2 separate regions of the Danio rerio genome follow, and region 2 is linked to region 1. A link is a contact called in public Hi-C data. All regions are on one chromosome and are shown on one strand. The core of a region is the stretch at or near the end of the contact, and the rest is flanking DNA. Distances in the headings are between cores, read along the strand shown. Region 1 holds the start of rapgef1b (Rap guanine nucleotide exchange factor (GEF) 1b). Region 2 holds the start of dnlz (DNL-type zinc finger).

The links. A called contact is a pair of places that touch in the nucleus more often than the background predicts.
Region 2: a contact with region 1 is called in a Hi-C map of hematopoietic stem cells, with 2.4 times the contacts expected there. The contact joins the promoter of dnlz here to the promoter of rapgef1b in region 1. A contact is called at or near these places in 2 of 18 Hi-C or Micro-C datasets (caudal fin and hematopoietic stem cells) and 1 of 4 datasets of contacts at active chromatin or transcription factors (embryo).

The regions. Positions count from the first base shown.
Region 1 is chr21:4,989,996-4,993,906 of GRCz12tu, forward strand. It overlaps rapgef1b (Rap guanine nucleotide exchange factor (GEF) 1b), which reads left to right and starts at 1,952. Exons shown (of 27, transcript NM_001328346.1): 1 at 1,952-2,205. The coding sequence starts at 2,178.
Region 2 is chr21:5,125,354-5,129,264 of GRCz12tu, forward strand. dnlz (DNL-type zinc finger) reads right to left here and starts at 1,744. Exons shown (of 3, transcript NM_001080648.1): 1 at 1,380-1,744. The coding sequence starts at 1,637.

The DNA of each region.
Region 1 (3,911 bases), core at 702-3,201:
AATCACTGAGTCATTGTGCCGCCCCATAATAATAATAATAATAATTAGTATTATTATTATATTATTTTATTAAACTCCTACTTTTTCAAACTTATTCAAACTCATAAACATTGCCCTGATATATATATATATATATATATATATATATATATATATATATATATATATATATATATATATATATACACACATATATATGTATATATATACACACACACACGTATATATATATATATATATATATATATATATATATATATATATATATATATATATATATATATATATATATATATGTTACTTTTTTTAATAATCTAAAGACGATATTTTGAATGCATGCATATATATATATATATGCATGCATTCAAAATATCGTCTTTAGATTATTAAAAAAAGTAACAGATTTCATTGTAAATCAAGATGGATACGATTTATTTAAAATTGTGAACAAAATACAGAACAACAGCAGTCTATAAACTGATATTTTGTAGTTTTAGAAAAGCTGCAAACTTTGATTTTACCGTGTTCACTTGCTGCATATGAAATAACAATCATAAAATAAATTTCAAAAAATATATATATATTTACTTAATAATAAACATTTACGTGTTGCTCGTTTGAAATGATCGACAGTGAAGTTGAAAATGAAAAACTGAGTGAAAACTGTGTTTTGTAGTTCAGGTGCTCTATCTAGCGGTGGAGGTTAAGATACTGTAAAAGCACAGAAACGGCAGGGATTAATTGTTTGCTAAAATAATTAATATGTATTTAGAAATTACTTTGGTCTCGACAAACTTGCCACAACGAGTCTCTAATTAACTTTCATTGCAGTTATTTTATATGACAAACAGACGTGAATGATCAAGCTATAAATAAATAAATTAGCATAGCGTAGTTCAAGTGTTCATGATATAGCCTATTATCACAAATAAATATATAAAGCCAGTACTTTAAAAAAGGGGTGTGATTTTATAATTCATCCGCAAGATGGCGGAAGATGGCCACTATTCTACTTTAGTGTGATTGTTCTACACCTAGTACTTATGTTTATTGTTTAGCTTATATGTCTTGAAAGCTCTTCATTTTAAAATAATTTACGTAAAAACGTGCAATTTTAGAAATTCATTTAAATAATCTTGATTTTTCCAGTACTGGGTTGCAGCTGGAAGGGCATCCGCTGTGTTAATGCAGTCCCTTTTGTATTCTATGGTCTTTGGTAAAACATGCTGGATAAGTTGGCAGTTCATTTCGCTGTGGCAACCCCTGAACAAAGAGACTAAGCCTAAGGAAAAAAAAAAACTAATTAATAAATTAAAAATTTAATATAATTTTAATCAAAATAAGTAGAAATTTTTTAATAGATGTAATTAGGCTATATATTTTATGTAGATATTATGTAAAAATAATAAATAATAATAATTTGAGCCTGTATGTATACCTTTAGTAGTCAAGATTAAATTAGTTTTTCCTCTAAAAAAAAAAAGGTCAAATTTGCGAATGTTGTAAGTAAAACAAGCTTCTTTTAAATGTGAAGTAATCTTACCACACCGGCTGATAATTTTGCTTTTTTAAATAAAAACTCACATCATTTTGACTTATTATTTGTGAAAACAATGTTTTATTTGTCTTGGAAAAGCTTTTTGACTGACAAATGCTTAGATATTTGAATTAGAAACAAGAGGAAAAAATCAATAAAAGTGTGCATTATGCAGAAAAGAGCAGCACGAACATTCTAATAAACATCTCATTTCATGTTCCACGCATTTGACCTGATGAATGGCACGAGGAAGACTAAATTACGACAGGATACATGTTTTAGCAGTATTCCAGTCAGTCTGGATCCCGAAAAATCCCTTTTTATCCCTGTAGCTCGTGATTCCAGTCAGAAGTCGGCGCTGTGTTCGCATCCCAATGGATCGTCCCGAACACACACACACACACACACACACACACACACACACACACATCAGCAGTCGCTTTCACTGTCTGTCCGTCGCCAGCGTGTGCATGTGAACGGTTTCTTCCACATTTTCACCAGGGATTTACATCCACACGGACCCGCTGCATCAAAATGTGTGGCTGACGAACACAATTCAGGATAACCGTGGCCTCAACCCCCAAATTTGTCCTCCTGTGAGTGTCCAAACTGAGGATTGGCTCCGGCCAGCGCTGCCGTCATGTCGGGGAAAATAGAAAGCAAGCACGGTAAGCCCGTTTGGGTGTGTAGGCCTTGGGTGTAATTCACCTTCACAGCTTTCCAATCTTCTTTCAGTGCTTAAATAAAACGTGCACCAAAAGGCAGGAGTCTCTAATGTTTATTTGGAGCCAGAAATGGATGTGGGATAACCTAAATCAGTGTGTGTGTTAGCAAGCGCTCGTTTCTGATGAGGGGACATTTAAACGTTGTTTTTTAAAACCGAGACTAGCAGCAAACAATCACAAAAACAATTTTATATGTGTGATTAAATGTTTTTATTATTGGATAAACACGTGCAAACTGTAGAGTAACATTGAGACTCCCTAGCCTGCTGCTGTTGTCAATCTCAGACTCTCACAGGCTGATTTTCACTCACACTAATAAGTGAACTCAAGAGTGTGCAACAGTGAGTTGTAAAGGATGAGTTCCACACAATTTCTTTGCGGTGTCCCAACACAAATTAAGTTAGCTTAATACTTTTACAAATTTAAGTGGAATTAACCAATTAAACATTTTTGTCCTAAATAAAAAACGTAAGAATTGTGTTGTTTTTAACTCATTTAGTAGTTTAAACAAGCAGCAGAAGTCTTTTTTGTTAAGTGTGCGCTGTAATTTATATATCTGTTAATTAACAGGTTCCATATTTAGTGAAAAGTAGTTTATTTATTGTTATGAGTAGTATTTTTAGACCTTAATGTGTTTTGCCGATTTTTAATTTCGAAAATGTTACTCTCAAAGTGACTTTTACTGACGTTATAGTAGTTTAAAATAATATATTGTATGAGAAATAATGTATTGATAATTTAATTTGTACAATTACAAGATACTCCTTGCGTGCAGTAATTTACAACAACAATACACACAATATATACCAGGGGTGTCCAAACGTGGTCCTGGAGGGCCGGTGTCCTGCATATTTTAGTTCCGACCCCAATTAAACACACCTGAACCAGCTAATCAAGCTCTTTCTAGGTATACTAGAAACTTCCAGGCTGGTGTCTTGAAGAAAGTTGGAGTTAAACTATGCAGGACACGAGTTTGGACATCCCTGATATAGACCATTTTGCGGTATGTAAACATTAACAATGGGGTGTATGAATGTTTCCCAGTGATGGATTGCAGCTTTTAGGGCATCTGCTGGGTAAAGCATATGCTGGATAAGTTGGCGGTTCATTCCGCTGAGGCGAACCCCAGATTAATGTAGGGACTAAGCTGAAAGCAAAATGAATGAATAAAAAATAAAGGTCCTTAGGGCTGCACGATATTGGAAACATCTGACATTGCGATATTTTATTTTGCTGCAATTTATATTGTGATGTGAATACAATTTGTGCAGATGACTTGAACGGCTCTATTTAGAATAAAATCATTAACTTTGATTGGATTAATGTAGAGGAGTGAATCAGAGAAATTGCAAAAATAAATAGGATTAATAAGATTTTATTTGAAGATGATACAAGTGTCTTTTGTTCAGGGGATACTTTGCCAAAACGTATAGAGTTGATTAAAACAGAAATTAATAAATTGAAATTGTGGTTTGACGTAAAGAAATAGTCATTAATATAAGTAAAACAAAGGTTATGTTTTTAAAACAAAGGTTAAGTAGTCATAATATAGATATTGTAGAGCTGCACGATTCTGGCTAAAATGAGAATAGTGATTTTTTTTTTTAGCCTAAAATAAAGATGACGATTTTCTCACGATTGTGTAGATG
Region 2 (3,911 bases), core at 494-2,993, 140 kb after region 1:
TTTCGTGTTAGAAAAAAACTAAACTCTTGTAGGCGAGTAGTCTGTGAATACATTTTTATTTGTGGATGAACTCATTCATTCATTCATTCATTTTCTTGTCGGCTTAGTCCCCCCATCAATCCGGGGTCGCCACAGCGGAATGAACCACCAACTTACCCAGCAAGTTTTTACGCAGCGGATGCCCTTTCAGCCGCAACCCATCTCTGGGAATCATCCACACACACATTCATACACTACGGATAATTTAGCCAACCCAATTCACCTATACCGCATGCCTTTGGTCTGTGGGGGAAAACGGAGCACATGCAAAGGCAGGGAGAACATGCAAACTCCACACAAACGCCAACTGAGCCGAGGTTTGAACCAGCGACCCAGCAACCTTCTTGCTGTGAGGCGACAGCACTACCTACTGCACCACTGCCTCGCCCTTGTGGATGAACTATCCCTTTAAAATCTGCATGAAAATGAGCTGCTGAGACTTTGATTTCTGTATGTTGATGTACCTCCATCTTGTGCATGAAAATCAGACACTAGCTCAAAGATGTAATGTTGAGGGACACGACAGAAATATAATCAAAAAGAATATTTATTTTAACACAATTGAAAATAACGGTAACACTTTACAATAAGGTTCATTGGTTAATGCATTTACTAACATGAACTAATCATGAACAGCACATGTACAGCATTTATTAATCATAATTGATCATTTACTAATGCATTATTAACATCCAAGTCCGTGCTCGTTAACATTAGTTAATGCACCATGAGTTAACAAATACAGTAGTAAATGTATTGTTCATTGTTTGTTCATGTTAGTAAATGCATTCATTAACATTAACTAATGAACCTTATTGTGAAGTGTGACCAAAATAACATAATCAAAACATCAGTATGCACAGTTTGTTCAATCAGTGTGAAAAGCAAGTGAATGGATGCGCTAAGTGTTGTTGGTTATAGTGTAAATAAATTTAAAGCGACAGTCACCAAAACGCCACAATTAGGATCAAAACCTAAAAGAGGAAGATTTAAAGAGTCATAAAACATTATTAATGTTGTATTTTGAGCTGCAACGTCACACACACATTCTAGAGCAGTGGTCACCAAACTTGCTCCTGGAGGGCCGGTGTCCTGCAGATTTTAGCTCCAACCCTAATCAAACACACCTGAACAAGCTAATCAAGATCTTACGAGGTATACTTGAAACATCCAGGCAGGTGTGTTGAGGCAAGTTGGAGCTAAACCCTGCAGGGACACCGGCCCTCCAAGACCGAGATTGGTGACCCCTGCTCTAGAGACATCAGAGACAAGGATAATAGGTCCCCTTTAAGTAAGTTAGTGTGAAGTTTTCCTCACGGAAGAGTTAGGAATCGTCTTACTTTGCAGGTGTATACCAGGTGATAGTGTGTGGACTGCAGCTGTCCGATGGCTTCGGTGGAGAAACTCCTGCAGAAACTCAATCCTAATCCTGCATCGTGTCCCACATCAGACCTCAGTGTTGAGTTAGTGAAGGCGCTGTTTGACTCCTCATGTGTTACTCTGGCTATTCGCTGTGTTTCGGGCACTGACAGGACTCCCGCACCACGTGATCGGAGTAATCTCGGTCTGAATAACAAGTAACACAGTCGAGAGTTCATTGTCCTAACTTTTATTCTATTTTAACACCCGCTGCTTTCCTAATAACGATATTTGACATTTCTGCTCGCAGCGAGTTGAATACAATCGCTCGTCGCTTGCTGATGACGTCAGACATGCAGAGGCTTGAAGCCCCGCCCGCTATGTTTACATGTGGATTACATCAGTTTGTTTTCCCGTGGTCATGTACAGTCAGTGGTTTAGTGGTTATTTGTGTATTATAAATGCATATTATAAATGAAAGTAACAAAATAAATTGTAAATGATTATCAAACAACAAATAATTTAGTAATTGTCACATTGTCCTGAACACACACACACACACACACACACACACACATATATATATATATATATATATATATATATATATATATATATATATATATATATATATATATATATATATATATATATATATATATATATATATAGCATTTGTTCTTAAACAATTTATTATATTATTTACTAACTTTATTTTATAATACGTAAATAAGATCTATAAATTATTATAATAAAACATTTATTAGATGTTTATATTGCATGATAATAATTCCATAAACATACTATAAATAAATAACTTATAATAAATATCTAAAAGCATATTCAACTATTATGTTCTATTTGCATATAAAATTAATAATATATATGATGACAAATGTATACAATATAATATTAAGCACTTACATATACCGTTTATTTTAGAATTATACTTATACACATTTTAATATAATATAATTGTTTGTTATAATATTTATTTTAGTACAATATATTAAGATTTTAAAAAGTAATTTATATAATTTAATATCTTATAATACTTATAATAATTATGTTTCTGGGCGGTTCAATCTGTTGTGGCGACCCTTGACCAATAAGGGACTAAGGAAAATGTATAATGAATATATAATAATAATAATTATTATTATTATTATTATTATTATTCATTTTCATTAATACACTATGGCCAGTTTAGTTATTCAATTCACCTTAAGCGCATGTCTTTGGACTGTGGGGAACCAGCTCAAACCAGTGACCTTCTAGCTGTGAGGTGATCGTGCTACACACTGCGCCACTGAGACGCCTGTAATTATTATGGTTATCATGATTATTTATTTATTTATAAGTATATGTTTTTAGTTTTAAAAAATCTGTTTTAATTTCTTTGTTGTTTGAGTCGTTTGTGTGTTTTGGACCGTAAGTGTGTATTATTAAAACTTTGATTATGATGATGATGATGATTATGAATAATCTGATAATTATTGTATATTTTTTTATAATTAAAATATTAAAATATTAAAAATATGTCCATATAGATCCGTAAAGTAATCATGATTATAATTCTATTATAATTCTATTATCTTTTAATTATCATTCTATGCTTTCCACAACATTATAAACATTCCACAGACTGCTTTTGTGCCTTTGATGTGTAGAACGCGCATTCTAAAGTTGTTGAAAGCCCTTTCTGACGTCATACAGTGAGTGACCTCATATTTCCGTTATTCAGCAGTTGTGAGTTTCTCTCCGGCTCCCCCAGTGTGTTGCGACAGTTCCTTCGGTTACAGTAAATACAAACGCGACTAAAAAAAACGACCTTCATGGCAGGAGGATCGTCTGCGCCGCTGCTCCGCCCTGCGTCAAAGTCACGCCCGCTCGTGCAGGATCAGCGCGGTTCAGTCATCGAGCCGCAGTACAAATCATACTATGGCAAACACCAGCCTCATGAATATTAATGAGTGAATGCTGTCGTTGCCTAGTAACGATCTCGCGCAGCTTTCAGACCTGAGGATTTACCCATGTGTCGGATATTTGTTATTTAATGTTAGGAAAAATTAATTTAAGTAAATATATTTAATCATAGAATAAAAAATGAAGGAAAAAAAATCTAATTATATCAAAGTTAATTAAAAGACATACCCCAGGTTAATAATAATAATAATATATATCATATTTGTAAAATAACACAGGGGATTGATTATAAATGTTGTCACAAATTGTAAAAATACAATTTGAATAATAAAAAATAAACTTTTAATAATAGATGTATAATTAATAATTTTATCTACATTAATCTGGATTATGAAAACAAAATGTCTACATATATGTACTTTTATAATTGATTTCATTTCTCTCTCTCTCTCTCTCTCTTCTATATACACACACACACACACACACACACACACACACACACACACATATATATATATATATATATATATATATATATATATATATATATATATATATATATATATATATATATATTAGCAGTGGGT